Linked DNA regions of Gossypium hirsutum: region 2 is linked to region 1. The links are chromatin contacts, called in public Hi-C maps. All regions are on one chromosome and are shown on one strand. Each heading gives the region's core, a stretch centred on a gene start, on an enhancer-like site or on the middle of the called end of the contact. The rest is flanking DNA. Distances are from core to core; before and after follow the strand shown.

Evidence for each region. A called contact is a pair of places that touch in the nucleus more often than the background predicts.
Region 2: a contact with region 1 is called in a Hi-C map of leaf, with 4 times the contacts expected there. The contact joins the promoter of LOC107948168 here to the enhancer-like site in region 1. A contact is called at or near these places in 5 of 34 Hi-C or Micro-C datasets (cotyledon, leaf and stem).

Annotation. Positions count from the first base shown.
Region 1 is chrA12:81,546,635-81,550,621 of Gossypium_hirsutum_v2.1, reverse strand. No RefSeq gene overlaps it. Among protein-coding and RNA genes, the nearest start is that of LOC107948169, 4.2 kb to the right of the region's middle. Within about 2 kb of position 2,346, at least 3 of the 9 cell types and tissues checked have an H3K27ac peak or open chromatin away from gene starts, as enhancers often do. A contact at or near this core is called in leaf, where this site is marked.
Region 2 is chrA12:81,608,133-81,612,119 of Gossypium_hirsutum_v2.1, reverse strand. It overlaps LOC107948168 (ethylene-responsive transcription factor ERF023), which reads right to left and starts at 2,178. Exons shown (of 1, transcript XM_016882638.2): 1 at 1,355-2,178. The coding sequence starts at 2,090. The coding sequence ends at 1,536.

The DNA of each region.
Region 1 (3,987 bases), core at 1,097-3,596:
CGTTTAGAAACTCGAGAGGGTCGTGCTCTAACTTACGGGGTTTCGATTTTTCTCGTTAGATTTAAACAATCGAATATCCTTTAAAAAATAAAAATACAACTTTTAAAATAAAACAATTAAAAGGCAAGCTTATTTTCGAGGGTCCAAATGTCGTGTCCTAAGTTACGAGATGAGACATTTTGTTATCTCGAGACTAGAGGGCCTTTAATGCTCGTTTCAATTTATTCAAGCATTTTCTTAAATCAACATTAATAAAAAAAAGATTGTATTTTGAAATCTTTTCGAGTTTTCAACTTTCGATGTTAAGACATTAATTAATCAGTTAGGTACCAATTTTGGGCGTTACGAGGGTGTTAATCCTTCTTCGTACGTAACTGACTCCTGAACCCGTTTTCTCAAATTTCGTAGACCAAAATTGTTGTTTTAGTAAATCAAAACATTTTATTAAAACGATCAATCATAAGGTGGCCCGATCACACCTTGTAAAAAAGATTGGTAGCAACTCCCATTTTTCGTTTTTGTTTTTAAAACAAAAAGTCGATTTAAAAAAAATGGTTTCGACAAACTTGATTCAAGTTTCAAGTTTGAGTCGGGTTTAATTTCACAATTCGAATAATAGATTTGTGTAAATACCATTTTGGTCACTATCAACTTTAAAAATAAGCAAATTGGTCTCTCTCACAACAAAAATTACAAAATAATTCAAAATAATTTTCAAAAATTTAAAATATTTTTTAAGATTCAAAATATTTATAAAAATTTTATATTTTATATTTTAAAAAAATTATAAAAAATTTACTATATATATAAAAAAGTTAAAATTTAAAAAAAACTAAAATAATAATTTTGGGACCTAATTAATGATTCATATCATACTAAAGTATCTTATTATTACTATTTTGCTTTGAATTTTTTTCAAATATATATGATTTGAAATTTGTGTACTTTAACATGGAATTAGTTATACTGTAACAATATTTTTATTTGATATGTTTAATTTTTTTAAATTAACTCGAATAATATCAATCGATTTGACTCGACTCAAATTTCATTTCACTCGAATCAATTCAAAAATATTTCAAATTGAGTTACGATGATAAAATAGGACTTGTAAACTCAATTAACTAAAAAAAATTTCACTCGACTCGATTGAACGTTTACTCCTAATTTTTTTAGAGGGACCAATTTTCTCAACATCAAATTTCGTCTATTTTTACTGTTAAAAATTGATTTATGTACATCAGCATGAGGTACATGTAGCACATCTCGAATCACTGTTTGATTATTTCATTAGCTACTCAGTTTTTAACCATACAAATTGATGAAATTTTTAACAAAAAAGATTAATTTACTCTTTGATTTAACATATAAAAACTAATTTTACTATTTATTAAATAAAAATGACAAAATACAATCAAACTTTTAATAGAGAGGCCTCTATGATACTTTTAGATAAGAAAGTTATACTTTAGATGGATTTCATTGTCTTGACCCTATATATTTATTAATGTATACTCTCTTTCAATTATATAACTACTTTTAATTATAATTTCTTAATTTTATAACAAGTTACAACACATTTTAATTTTATGAATATTTACAACATATTTTATTACAAATTTTTTAATTTTATAAGATTTATGATGTACATTTGGTTTAGTTTTGTAAAATTTATTTAATTATGATGCCTTATTTAAAATTTTAAGACGAATTAAAATAGAATTGAGAAAGTTACTTATAAGTTTAAATCGAAGTTATGAACAAAATTATCAAATAATGTGTATAAATAAAATTCGATCGAGATTAAAATAAATATAAATCTATTCTATTGTCATAATCTGAACTTGAAAATTAAAAATTTGATCTATTTAATTGAAAATAAATATTAATTTATTCAGAGGGTGGAGTTATTATCGAGTACACGTTGCTATGGCTTTATCTGTCACGTTGTTGTCTGGAACACGTGGAAGACAAGGATCTGCACGTCACTCTATCAACTTGCAAGTTCCTTCAATCACGTGCCTTATTTTAAAGGAAAACTAAGAACATTGCCACGTGGCTGGAAAAGGAGAAGCCATGAAAATCCCCTGTTCATCATCAAATCAAGTTTCAAATGGGTAAGTTCAGTAAAATGTTCCCAAACTACAGTTTAGAGTATACACTGATCCCAATCTTTAAAATAGTCTTTAAAGTATCAGTTTTGTATTAATTAAGTCATTCTAATAGCACAGTCACCAATTTAGGTATTAATTTTTCATTTCAAATATGCCATTAGGCATAATTAAAACACATCTCCTCTTATGGAAGTGGATGGTCGAGAATGTGGCCATGTGGCAAATCTTGATTGGCCAACAATTGAGAAAGGAGAAGCCGTGGAAATCCCTCTTTCATCATTCAAATATTTTTAAGTGGCGGTATTCCATCAATCAACTTCTTCTATAAACATACTCATCAATTTAAGTATTAAATTTCAGTTAAATTTTGACATGAAAATACATAGATTAAATTGTAAACACACCTGCATTTCTTCTATAAACGTACTGGTGGCCACTACGGGCTTCCGACGGCCCTATGGCCTGACCCTGGGTTGCATTCAAAGAAAAAAAGGAGAAAGGAGAGATTTTTTCTTTTAAACGGAGAAGAAGTGATTTTTTCTGAAAATTTTGACTTATATAGGGTCTTGGTACGAATTCATTTTGGCCTGGCTTCAGAAGCCCCAAAATGGCGTTGTTTTGAAGTATGACCCAATGACCCGACTCGGACTCCCTTAAGATCCACGCGTTTTTAAAGGGGAGGGCTAATTATTGCTTTGACCTTTCCACTTTTTTTGTTATTTTTTAATTTTGTCCTACTACTTATTTTTTTCTTTTATTTTTGCTATTTTATTTTGTTTTTGTGCAATTTAATCCCTCGACCACTATGGACCCATTAAGGGAAGGACATGTGTAAATTTGGGTGAGATAATTACCTTTTGAGCCCTTATATATTATATCCTATTTTAATTTAATCCTTTTATGTCCTTTTCTTTATGATTTAGACTTTAAATTTTGTTATATTTTCGATTTAGCCTTTTATTTCCTTTTTTATTTATTTACCCACTTATTTATTTCTTTTTTTGCAATACATACCTTAAATGTGATTTAAATTTCAATTTAATCCCTCATTTATTTAATGTTGCCTCTTTATTTACTATATCTTTTATTTTAACATTCAAAATCCTTGTTATTTTTATTATTAATATGCCTTTTTATTTTATCCCTTTTATTATTATTATTATTATTATTATTATTATTATTATTATTATTATTATTATTATTATCATCATTCATATTAATATTATGGTAGTAATCATGACACAATATTGCTGTTATTACCATAAATTGGTGTTGTTACTTCCATTATATTTGCATTATTATTACTCACTAGCATAGCATTTTTTTATTTTATTTTATTTTATTTATTCATCTATCATGTTAATATCATCATTTTTACTCGCAACTATGTTACTTCATTTTGCCAATCGCCATGTCATCTTGTTAAAATATATTTATCCATTTTTACACTACGCTCAAATAAACTAAATGAATATCGTTTTAAAAGTCACATTCATTTTATCTAACGTATGGAAAACATTTAGAACCGAGGCAATGTTCGTTATTTTTGGGATTTGAGGAAGTTGTGCTCCTAACTTACGGAGTATGGCATCTTCCTAGAACTGAAGTAATCAAATAACCTACTTAAAATAACAAAAAAAAGGAAGATTTAGGTAACAATCAAATGACGATTATTCTGGTTTTCAAGAATTTAAGGGATCGTGTCCTAACTTACGAGGTATGATATTTCTTTCTCGATTAATTCGAAATAAGGCCCTTTTCCATAAAATTTAATTTAGTTGAGTGATATCTTAATCAAATAACATTATGCAAAGAGGGATTGTGTTTTAAATTCTCTTCAAATTTTTAATTCTCGACACTAAGACATCAATTA
Region 2 (3,987 bases), core at 929-3,428, 62 kb before region 1:
TTATATAACCTTAAAAATAATAAATTTAAACCCCATGTATTGGTCTGATGGTAGAGTGTTCACCACCCCAAGTGTTACCTTAGTTTGAATCACGCTAATCGTCTTGTTATTAAAACTTTACCCTTCTCTTATAATCCACCAAAAATAATAATAATAAATTTACATAACTCAAAACAATGGTAAACAAAAACTTAAAAGAAATCCAAAAGACCAAGCAAGTGATATAAATAACAACTTTAATGAAAGTGTTTGGGTACTCTTATTTACATACAAAATGTGGCCCCATATTCCATGGACCAATAAGCATCCCAATTAATACACTTAATCCCTTTTAACACTTAATTAGGGTCGAAAATGGGTGAGCAGAGGTCTTGACCAATATATATATATATTATATATAATAAAATTATATTTTGAGTACTCAAAAATTTATTATTATTTTATGTTCTTTTTAAGCATTTTTTCTACTTCACTCCTACACTTCATCAAATTGAAATTTAAGAATTAAAAAAAATAAAAATAATTATTTAATACATAAATGCAAGAGACTTCATTTGTGTTAAAGAACAATACCATAAGTTTTTGTATTTTTTCCTACATTGGGAATTTAATCTTTATATTTTACTTATAGAAATTTAGTCCTTTTGCTTTTTAAATTTTAAAATTATAGTCAATTTGTTAATACTGTTAATGTCATTTTGTTAAATTCAAGTTTATTACAACGTTATTTTTTTAATTACATGACCTATTAAATGAGTATTTTTCATATTTCAAAATATTGCATCAATAAGTTTAACAAAAAAAGTTAATAATGTTAGCAATTAGACTTGAATTTTAAAATATGAAAATCCTAAAAATAAAGTACAAAAAATTTTAAAAATAACACATGTCAAATACTTCACTAATCTTATTAGAATTAAAAAAATTAAATATGCCATAAGTCTTTGTACTCTTTCTAAATTTAAATTTAGTCCTTATATTTTTATTTTCAAGAATTTGATCTTTCTACTTTTTTAAATTTCAAAATCTAGGTCTAATTGTTAAAACTGATAATTTTCTGTTAAATTTGTTGTTGGTGTGACAAGTTGAAATAAAAAAGCACTCACTAAAAAAAATGTGGTAATGAATATGAATTTAACAAAATAATTTTAGCATTGATAATAATTGAAATTTTAAAATCTAAAAAAAACAGAGAATATGAATTAAAAAAAAACAATTTTAAAAATGTTCATAATTGAAATTAAATTTTAAAATCCGAAAAAGCAAAGATATGAATTCTTAAAAATAATTAATCTTCAAACATAAACAAAGTTACCAGAAAATGTGAGAAAAAAAAAAAAGAGAGAGAGAAGGATGAATTAATTGATAAGCTTACCTTTGCTAAATCGACGTACCATAAGAACCACAAAACTTAAAAGCATATATATGGTATAATGCTTTGTAATAAGTACATAAACAGCAAAGAACACGAGGTTGTTGAAACATTAATGGCGGTTTTTTTTGTTTTTTACTACACAAAGTGGGATCCCTACACATCAAAGACATGCTAGGAAGTGTTGTTGTGTTTGGGTTTCTCCGTCAAGCCACGATAAATCGCCGGCGAAAGTCCATCCACAAGAATTCCATTGACAACCGCCGTTATTCATCAATTCCGGCAATTCTATTTCACCCCAGAAATCATCACTACCGTCTTCGGATGATTCTGGAATTTTCTTCGACGAAGATACTACTAAATGTGCCGCTTTCGAGGCGGCGGCTTGGATGTCACGAGCAGTGGACGTCAACGGTATGGGTAAATCGTCTACTTCGTCGGGGAAGTTCAGCTGAGCTTTACGTCCTCTCAAACAAAACGCCGCTACGTCGTAAGCTTTAGCGGCCATTTCCGGCACCGGGAATGAGCCTAACCAAATGCGTGACTTCTTGCGGGGCTCTCTAATCTCCGACACCCATTTGCCCCACCGTCGTTTACGAACGCCACGGTATACTGGATGCCGAGTTCCGCCGCCTCCTTTTGTGTCGTGTTTCATGGCCGATTCCAGTGAGGCGGTGGAGGCGTTTAAGTCATCCTCCGTATACGGTGGCTGTTCCATTACGTAAGAACCGTTTTATTGCAAGTGTTGAGACTAGCATTTATATTTGCAATTAAACGTTACAACGGTTGGTTGAAATTACGCAAATACCCATACAGGTCAATTGTCAAAACAAATAAAGCATCCTAACGTGAGAACATACAAAGCTCACGCGCCACTTGTTTTGCGTTAGGAGGATTGAGATAGCCATTGCTTTTGCCCTACGTTGGAAAATTTTAAAAATTTTAACTTTGATTTTCACTTTATGCAATTAAGGACGGATGTAAAAATGAATCATAAATATTTGAAAGTTAAAATGCAATTTTATCATCACATTAATTTGTAATTTCATAAATTTCTAAAGAGTTAAAAAGGAATATTTACCATATTAGGGCCAAGATAACCTTCTTATCTACCCCTAGCTCTCTAAATAACATTTTATTTTAAATTTAGATATATTTTGATTATCGGGTTAATCGTATTTTGTAATAGTTGATTCTTATTATGGTTATTTGTATATATTCATTGCGATTGCATTTGTAACTTCAGAAAATAAATTTGTAAACTAAATTAATAGATTTATTAATCTTTTAAAGGTTAAATTCTAGTTTTTATCTTTCTACGACACTCAAATTTGAGATATAATCTTTATACTTTTAATTTTATATGATTTTGGTCCGTTTTTATTTTTATAATTTCATTAGTTAGTCCAAATAATTAACATTCGAATAAAATATTGACATGAATTTTCATTTACAAACACTTATTTTAACTCATCATGATAACATAATAACATGGATATTTTTATGTTGGAAGGTGTGTTAATTCATATTATTATTTTAATTGAAATAATTAATAATTTTATTAACTAATAATATTATAAAAAATTAAGATAAATTAAAATAAATGAATTAACTTCTATAAAATTAAAAATTTCACTACTAATATAAAAACAAATTCATAATCTTATTTTTTAACGGAAAAAAGTAACTTTATTTTGTTTATTTATTAATTCAGTGTGGGTTTGGATAGACGTTTACCTCTAGTGCAGTGCGCTTAGTTTACTTTTTGTCTCATGCTATAGTATCGTTATAATATCTAATTTCACGCTACCGCTACTTTTACAGTAATCACAGGTAAACACACCGCCCATCTAAATCCACCCTTAAACTATTTTATTTTGAATAAGCGATAGATATTTGATAAAAAAGCACCTCCATGTTTTTAGTTAAAGACATTCAAACCAAAATGTTTTTAGAGCGTATCATTCTTACCCGGTTTTATCAATTTATTTTGTCGGTTCAATTCTAATTAAATAAATTATTAAAATTTTATAAAAATAAAAAAATTAGTTAAACCAACTTTTTTTTTTAATTCAGTTCAATTAATTTCAAATGATTTGCTCAAGAGCCAATGCAAAATAGGTTCAATTATTTGTTTGAATTGTTATACTATTTGATTTCCAATCCAACCAGTCTAGTTTCAGCTACTAATACTAAAGGATTCATTTTTTTTTTCCTTAGAGGCTTGTAATATCGAATGGTGTCGTTAAGTTCTAATTAAATCTGAAGTTGAATGAAACCTAAAAAATTGAATTTTTTTTTTAAGAGATTCCAACTAAAAACTTTACGTAAGAGATTTCAAAATCATTACAACTCAACTGATATACGTCAAGCAAAGGGTAGTGTTTATGGTGATGCACAGTGTTGTCTACTGTCTCCTACCAAGAGTGGTGGAGCATTAAGATTTTGACCTGAAAATGACCAAGTCACCCTCTCACAAAGTGAAAGTAGCTTCAAATTGGAAGGAAGGGATTAAGGATTTTGGAAAAAATAATAATATTATTTTGGCTTTTGCCTTTCGGTAGTGTAAGGTTGGGAATGGTTCACACATTCACATGGTGCAACCGGTAACACGA